2 separate regions of the Rattus norvegicus genome follow, and region 1 is linked to region 2. A link is a contact called in public Hi-C data. All regions are on one chromosome and are shown on one strand. The core of a region is the stretch at or near the end of the contact, and the rest is flanking DNA. Distances in the headings are between cores, read along the strand shown.

Evidence for each region. A called contact is a pair of places that touch in the nucleus more often than the background predicts.
Region 1: a Hi-C map of Schwann cells shows a contact between it and region 2, with 5 times the contacts expected there. The contact joins the promoter of Tspan1 here to the enhancer-like site in region 2. A contact is called at or near these places in 6 of 12 Hi-C or Micro-C datasets (the A7r5 cell line, the Rat2 cell line, Schwann cells and 3 more).

The regions. Positions count from the first base shown.
Region 1 is chr5:134,887,460-134,891,810 of GRCr8, forward strand. It overlaps Tspan1 (tetraspanin 1), which reads right to left and starts at 1,271. Exons shown (of 8, transcript NM_001004236.1): 1 at 1,152-1,271; 2 at 573-637. The coding sequence starts at 629.
Region 2 is chr5:134,852,108-134,856,562 of GRCr8, forward strand. It overlaps Lurap1 (leucine rich adaptor protein 1), which reads right to left. Exons shown (of 2, transcript NM_001109263.1): 2 at 3,536-4,455. The coding sequence ends at 4,118. Among named protein-coding and RNA genes, the nearest start is that of Lurap1, 11 kb to the right of the region's middle. Within about 2 kb of position 2,849, at least 37 of the 93 cell types and tissues checked have an H3K27ac peak or open chromatin away from gene starts, as enhancers often do. A contact at or near this core is called in Schwann cells, where this site is marked.

The sequences.
Region 1 (4,351 bases), core at 21-2,520, 34 kb after region 2:
GGCAGCGAATGGCCTGGCTCTACCCTAGCACATAGCATTGAGTCTTAGTCAATGAATATGTTTTCCTTTTTGTTTCTGGACTTACGCATGCTAAACAAATGCTCTACCACTGAATAACAATTCCAGTCCCTTAAGTGCCAGCCCAGTCAATGCGTACTTAGAGTCAACCCTAAGAGGCATGGACTCTCAACTTTTCAATGTACAGGGGTCATTGAATTACCTTTTACACTATAAACTTAAGCAGATCCCCTTTCCTCTCTGAAAATGCCTATTTTAAAAGGGGGAGGGTCATTCCTGCTAGCCTACCCTGCCCCAGAATGATCCTTCCTGGAAGGGAGGTGAGAAACTTAAGCTTCTCTACCACTAACCTCCCCCATCTTCACCCAAACTTCTGTGCCGCAGCCAGGTAGCTAGTGGGATCAGGAGTCAGCATTGGGAAAGACCCTCTGCTTCCTTCTCGAATAGGAAAATTTACAGAGCAGAGTCTGGGTACATAGTTCCCCATTCTCCAGCCTGCGTTCTGTTCAGACTGTGACTTGCTTTTGTAAGAAACCCACAACCTCCATACTTACAAAGATGAGTAGATTGAAGAGGATCATCATGACCTTAATGAATTTGAAGCACTGCATGGTGGGTCCTGGGAAACGGACATGAACAAATTAGGGCCTTACCTCCCACTTGCCCTAGGCTGGCTTTGCTTCTGGACTCTGGCCTACCAGAGTCCAACATCCTGTTGTTTCTCACCAAATTTCCCTTGCATCTTAACTCTTTTTTTTTTTTTCTTTTTTCTTTTTTTTTGGAGCTGGGGACCGAACCCAGGGCCTAGCAAGCGCTCTACCACTGAGCTAAATCCCCAACCCCGCATCTTAACTCTTAATATCTCAGAACTTTTTCCAGTTTTTATGCTGACACATATGCCCACCTATACTAGTTCTCAGATCTTACTATCTCCAGATCCCTACCCAGATATTACAAGCCTGATCCCACACTGCAGACCACTCAACGCCCTTTCCGGACACCTGTCTTTCCTAGTCCTCTTTCTAAACCAATCTCAGATTCTTCAGTACCCACCCGATGGCTTTTTCTAGCACCCCAAACCTGTTTCCAGACTGGTATCTCTTCATAGGTTAATCCCTGGCCTGTGCCATCACCTGCTCGGGGCTCTTGGTAATAGGTTCTGAACGGGATCTGCTGCACTCCCGAAGGAACACAGTAGCTCCAGGAAACAGCCACTCAGTGCGCGGGCAGAATGCTGAAGGAACCGCAAGTCCTCACACAACACTGCTCGCCTACAGGTGGGGCAGGTGCTTTAAAAAGCCTCCTGCCCGCTCGCCCGCCCTCTGGCCCCACCCAAGGCTGATTAACCTTCTTTGCCCCTGCTGCCCCCTACTGCCTGGAGATAAGTTCCCAACACTAAAACCAATAAGCAAATCTCCCCCTGGAAAGGTCACCATAGGCTCTGCCTCTACTAGAAAGGGATATGCGGGGCAGCAGTGTCAGGAGTCGGACAAGTAGCTTCCCAGAACTTCGGGGTGCCCTGCTCACAATAGCATGTGTGATATGATTCTTACCTCGAATCCGTGTGTTCACATCTGCTCAAGCTGCCATCCATCCATATGTTTACACACAAAACTCACAGTCACATATATAACATAGAGTGGTACTCCTGAATGTGCATGGACACGTCTCACACTCATCTGCGTGTGCACACACACATCAGTGTATGCACACACTTTTGAGCACATACCCTCATGCACACACACATATGCACATGCAGACAAATGCACACTCATGTGCACACTTATGAGAACACACATGCTCATACACATGAACACACACACACACACACACACACACACACACACACACACACATTCAAGGAAATGATCATGGTCCTCTGTTCTCACCTCAGAACAGGAAATGGTTATTTTTCTCTTTCCTTCACAAAACCTACAAGACCTTGAGGTCCTCCTCCTCTTCCTCTTCCTCCTCCTCCTCCTTTTTTTATATTCTTTTACCTGCATAGCTCTGATGTGTGAGCCTGGTTCTTATGGAGTTCAGGACAGGACATCAGATCCCCTGGAGCCCTGGAACTGAAATTATAAGAAGTTGTGAGCCACCATGTTGGTGCTGGAAATCAAACCAGGGTCCTTTGCAACCTCAACCACTAAGCCATCTCTCCAGCCCCCTCACTTCATCCTTTGCCATGCCCCTTTTCTTCTTTTTTCCCCATCTCCGTGTTCTGGAATCCAGTGTATGGCCCTGGTCCTTCTACCAGCAGGTGGCACTGTGGGCCTACAAAGGAGACACTGGTCCCACGGTTCCAACCCGTCCTTTCTGGGGCTCCCCCTTTGTTTTCTCACTCCACTCCTCCTGGCTGAAAGGTTCTTCACAATCCTTGTTCCCCACCCATTCAGACCAGAGGCTCAAATTCTGGTTCTGTAATTTCTTAATTGTATGGGCCCTGGGAATTTTTATTTGTTTATTTATTTGGATTTTGTTGTTTTGTTTGTTTGTTTGTTTGTTTTCCAAGACAGGGTCTCACTAGCTACCTCTGGCCATCTGTCCTGGAACTATGTACACCAGGCCAGCTCAAACCTATAGAGATCTGCCTGCCTCTGACTCCCAAATGCTGGGAATAAAGTCATATGTCACTGTGTCTGACTATTTTATTTATTTTTAAATTGAAATTCTATCTAATATGTATGAATGTTTTGTGTGATGTATGTCTGTGTACCCAGTCCAGAGGCTAGAAGAGAGGAGATCCCATAGAACTGGAGTTACAGACAGGAATCCCCATGTGAGTATTGGGAATCAAACTGGGTCCACTGTGAGAACAGCTAGTGCTCTTAATGGTTGGGCCATCTGGTCTCCAACCCTGTTTATTTATTTTTCCTTTGTGTGTGTGTGTGTGTGTGTGTGTGTGTGTGTGTGTGTGTGTGAGAGAGAGAGAGAGAGAGAGAGAGAGAGAGAGAGAACCAGGCTGGCCTTGAACTTAGAAACCTGCCTGATTCTGCCTCCAGAGTGCTGGGACCATAGGTGTGAGTCACCAATCTGGCTTTCTTTCTTTTGAGAAGGGGTCTCACTCTGTAGATCAGATTAGCTTCAAACTCAGACAACTGAAGTAGAAGGACTGTGTTAGGCGCTAGGATTGCAGGTGTGAAACACCACACCCAGCTAACTGGAATTATTGCTCATCCTACCTCAGCCTCCCTAACGCTAGAGTTCCAGGTATGCACCATCCCACCCCGAGACTCGGCCAAGATTTGTTTTTTGGTCTTTGTTTCCTGGTCTGTGTGAGATAATAGTTGACTCAGCAAGGAGCACTAAGAGGTCAGAACGGAGAGCAGTACTAGAGTGATTATGGGATGGATTTAGGGGAGGGATGATGATGGGAGAGAGCATGTGTGTGTGTGCGCTGCTGGGGACTGGACCCAAGGCTTTGCATACCAGAGACAAACGCTCTGTCACTTGAGGAAGTGGATTGACTTTTATGACTTGACTTTTGTTTTCTTGAGAAACAGTGTCACTATGTAATCCTGGCTTGTGTAGGACTCACTATGTAGCCTCAGCTGTCCTTGAACTTGCAGTGATCTTCCTTCTACTTCCACCTCACGAACTGGGGGGGAGTTCTGTCTTGTGCCACGACACCCAAGGAAGTGGGTTTTTGTGTGTGTGTGTGTTCACAAGTGCCTACAGAGGTCAAAAGAAAGTGGAGTCAGATCACCTGGAGCTGGAGTCACAGATGATTGGGATCCAGCCAATGAGGGCGCTGGGTGTCTTCTTCAAGAGCAGTAAGCATTCCTAACTGTTGAGCCATCTCTCCAGCCCGGAAGTGGATTTTTGTTTAGTTTGTTATTTTTGAGTGGAAGGAGGCAGCTGTAGAGACAGGGAGAAAGCAGATAATATTACAGGTGATAAGCCAGTGGGACATGCCTACATTAGCAGCTACTCTGGAGGCTGAGGCAAGAAGATCGTTTGATCCTATAAGTTTAAAACCCTCTGGCCAAGAGGAAGTGAGATCCCATTGAAATGGAAACAAATGGGCTGATCTTGGTGGTCAGTGCCCCGTATCCCAGCACTCCGGAGGCAAAGGCATGTGGGTCTCCGAGTTCCAGGCCAGCTAGAGACGTTCCAGACTATACGCTAAAGAATGCCTTAAATGAGCAACGTGCTTTGGATTTTTTGTTTTGTTTTTCTGCACAACAAACCTATAAAATGGACTGCTTGTCCGCTCTTAGTTGGTTTTGTCTGTTTATTTGGCCGGGTTCCGTTTTTGCTGTTGTAGGTCTCAAGTTGGCCATCATGGCAACTGACTCTATGAAGCTAAAGATGACCTCGAACTCCTGAT
Region 2 (4,455 bases), core at 1,599-4,098:
CAACCCCGTGGAACTGCCACTCAGCTTCCATTCAACCACCACCACTCCCCACTTCTACCAAGTACACACCCTAACAGCTGACCTCTCCCACAGTCTCATGTTGCCTGGACCGATGAAATCAGGGTAGCCAGACCCATCTTACCCTTCCCAGGTCCCGATTCCAAAGCTACCATCTTGGAATTCTGAGTTCTGAGGAAGACCCCAGCGTCGTGGGGGGGCGGTGTGCTTCCTCTGCTCAGACTTGGTCCTGATTTCGTCTCGTCTCTGCACCTCTAACCTCTCTACACTTTGCTGAGCTCACAGACAGCTCCTACCTATAACTCCCAAAGCTTCATGCTACAAGGACGCCCAGGTCCCAACCAGGCTGTCTACCGGCAGGTAGGATGAAGTAGGGATATGCTTACTGTGGCTCATGGACTCCTCAGATGATGAAGTCCAAAACTGAGTCCAAAGCCAAGTGTCGTTCATTCCAGCACTCAGGAGGCTGAGGCAGGAGTATTGCCATGTGTTCCAGCCAAGACTGGGCTACATAGTGTCAGAGCAACATTGGCTACAACATAGATGCTCTTTGAAAAAAACAACTTCAAAGACAATAGCAACTCTGGATACACACTTTAATCCCAGCACTTGGTAGGCAGAGGCAGGCAGATCTTTGTGAGTTTGAGACCAGCTTGGCCTACAATGTTGTGTTCTAAGACAACCAGTGCTATGTAGAGAGAACCTGTCTCAAAACAAGTTAAACACTGGAATCTCAAAAATCACTCACACATGTCTCCTGCCCAACACTTTTGAATCTTTTCTGAACTGTGGAGCACCTTCCCTACGTGAGATCAACTCGGTTTTCCTAATTTCACCCAATTCAGCTTCTAAGTTCCAACTCCTCCCCATGAACCATGTCACCTTTCTTTCTCAGAAAAAAATACTGATATGGATTTTCCTATCTGATGTCCAGATCAGCATGACCTTTACCTAGTCAGGTTGGAATCCCTGTCCTCTAAAGACTCAATTGACTCTTTAGGGGTAGGGTGTGTGTGTGTGTGTGTGTGTGTGTGTGTGTGTGTGTGTGTGTGTGTGTGTGTTTGTGTGTGTGTGTGTGTGTGAGAGAGAGAGAGAGAGAGAGAGAGAAAGAGAGAGAGACAGAGAGAGACAAACAGAGAGAGAGACAGACAGAGAGACAGAGAGATAGGGAGAGACAGAGGGAGAGACAGAGACAGACAGAGGGAAAGACAGAGACAGACAGAGGGAGAGACAGAGACAGACAGAGGGAGAGACAGAGAGAGTCTCATATAGTCATATAGGCCTTGAACTAACCTGCTATGTAGCTGAAGATGACTTTGAACTCCTGATCTGTCCTGTCAAGTGCCTGGGATTACCCAGATAGGTCTCAAATCCTACAATGAGGATTGTAATTTTCAAATCCTTTGGGCTTTGGGGTGTTGACTGGGTAGTGGGCCTCAGGAAGGAGCTGTGGGTTTGCGGGCAGACAGTAAGGTCTGTAACATTGCTATTGCTACAGCTTCACAACAGGTAGAACTGGGCAAATCTATGCCATCTCTAGGCCTAATCCTCTCTGTACTTAAAGGCTAGACCGAATTACATTTAAACTTGGGGATTTCACCCAGCAACTCAAGCAATGTTGCATAGTGGCCACCAGGAGGCAGGCAATCTCTTCAGCTCAGTTTAAAGCCTCAAAAAAAAAAAAAAAAAAGGAATACAATAGAGTGCTTCCAAGAGGAAAGGGAGAGCTGTAGACATAAAAATTCCAGTCTAAGGGCAAGAAAGCAGGAGTCCCAGAGCTATGGGCGCAGTAAGGAGAAGTTAAACCCCACAGCTATGGATGGGCATAGGAAGGTGGAGTCTGAACCCCAGAGCTATGGCCATGGTAAGGAGAGGTATGAGCTATAGGCACAAGAAGGAGATCTGGCAACAACAGAGAAGAGCAGAAGTCACTTTAGAAATGTGATCACGTTGAGGCAGGGGAGGAGAGGAGCCAGAGGTGTACTGCTGTAGGATTTGAAACAACTATCGAGGGCTGAAGAGATGGCTCAGTGGTTAAGAGCACTGACTGCTCTTCCAAAGGTCCTGAGTTCAAATCCCAGCAACCACATGGTGGCTCACAGCCATCTATTAATAAGATAAATAAATCTTAAAAAAAAAAGTGAAACGACTATCGAGGTATTGGAGCTTGGAGACAGGAGAATAGACACAGTCAACTTGGCTACCTCCCTTTCCCCAACATGGGATTTCTGAAAAGCAGAAAATGGCTGTTATTCTGGGATTTGACGAAGACTCCTTCAACTCAGGAGGGTCCACTGAACAAAGATCATCCTTTCCCCCTGCAGGAATCCAAATTCAGGGCCCTAGAAAGACAGGGCAGTTGCCTGGGACTCAAAACATTAATTGCCAAGAAGTCATTCTGGTTTGATTGTTGTTGTTGTTGTTGTTTTGTTTTGTTTGAGACGGGGTCTCACTATGTGGTATAGCCTTGGCTAGCCTGGACCTCAGGGAGACCCACCCACCTCTGCCTCCTGAGTGCTGGGATCCAATGCGTGCTCTAACACACCTTGCTTATTTGTCCCAGTTTAACCACATCCTTTGTCCTCAACCCTGCCCATGCCCCATCCCCTTTCTCTGGGCCTGAACCCCAGAATAGCAATTTCCCTGGATTTCTTCTCTAGTATAATTAGCTAGGGCCTTGGGAGCCAACCCTAGAGCCGGTCCTGATTACCCATCAAGTCTAGGAGTCAGGGGCTTGCCCTAAAAAAGGGCTTTGCATAGTCTCTTCTTGATGAGGCCCAGGGACCAAAGGGCCTCTGTGTTTTCCTGCTACACTCCCACATTGTAGTTCAGACAAAGGGATTCCTTGTGTCTCAACTTCAGGCAAGCATCCTTGTGACCAAACTGTGGAAGGCTGGCCAGAATGAGGGAAGGGTAAGTAATCACAGAGCCAGAGATGACAAGATTGTCCCACTACCCAAGAGTGTCTCCAGAATCCTGAGACCTTCACTCTCCTATTCAAGCAACAGTGGGGTAAGACACACATAGAAATGAAGAGGGCCAGCTGGGTAGCAGTGGCACACACTTAACCCCAGCACTCAGGAAGCTGAGGTAGCCAGATATCTGAGGTCAAGGCTAGCCTGATCTATAGACTGAGTTCCGGAACAGCCAAGGATACACAGAAAAACCCTGTCTCCAAAAACAAAACAAAACAAAAAAACAACAACAACAAACCGAAAAAACAAAACAAAAAACCCCACAGAGACCTAAAAAGGAAACTGAGACGCTGTGAGGGTACTCCGGCTGAACTCTGGCAGACAGATCTGGAGGCAAGAATCAGTGATGGGGCAGCCCAGAGCCAGACAAAAGTCTGCAGTAAAGTGAGCCAAGAGATTTGGGAGCCTAGGGTGGAGGCCTCTGAGTTTCTTACTCGACAAGAGTATCCTTACAGCCCTGGGCTGTAAGTGGAAGCCTTGAGAACAACATGAAAACACCATGTTTGAAAAGTAAGAACTTGAGAAAAGCAGCACACACATTTGCCAGGAAGAACGACATGTTCCTTCTCACAAGAGGCAGTGGCAGGGACTTTAAATGCCAAACCCACCAGGACTGGTATAGAGGAAGCACTCTTCATGTATCATGACAAGAAACGACATCACCCAGCAGGCATGAAAGGGTTGGTCTCCCAACTCCAAAGGTATCTAGGCGGACCAATCCTTGGGGGTTTGAGCATTTTGAAACAGGGTCAATTCTCCATTTTTTTGGTAAGAGGCATTCCTGGCTCCTAAGCTTTGATGAGATCTCTTCCTCAGTGATCTCCTAGAGGCCCTACATTCCATAAAACTCACCTCACTGGGGAGGGGAATGGAGATAGCCTTACATCAGGAGCCACAGGCTAGGCCTCTAGAGTCAATATCTCTATGGAGATAGCCTTAGGGACCTAATAATTGAGGGATAAATGCAGAGGCTCCCCAGGAACCAGAGAGATAAGCCAGGCTTCCATGGTAACTGATTGTAGTACAGCCTCCAGCCCCCGTCTAGTTGGAGGTGGAGAGAAAATTGAGGGAGACTTGGGCCAAAATTTGAAAGAGCCACAAAGTGCAAATGGGTAGGAAAGTTTTTACAAGAAGGTCACATCATCCTGGCACTGTCCCCAGTACCAATGAGCCTCAAAGCCCTGCTTAGCACTGTCATCTTCTGATGGCTCAGGTGGTCCACATTGGAGCCCGTCCCCTGGAAGTTTCCATGTAGCTGTTAGGCTCCCTAGCTTGGTGGATGTCATGTCCACCTCAGTCCTGGCCCTGTCCTCACTGGGTATAACCTTTGCCCAGTCAATCTCAGGACAGGAAGGCCCAGGGTGTCCTTGTTCATCCAGCTCTCTGGGGGCCACCGTGTCCAAGAAGCTGCCAATAGAGACACTGTCCAGCCGGTCAGTTGAACTGGTATCTGGCAGGCTGT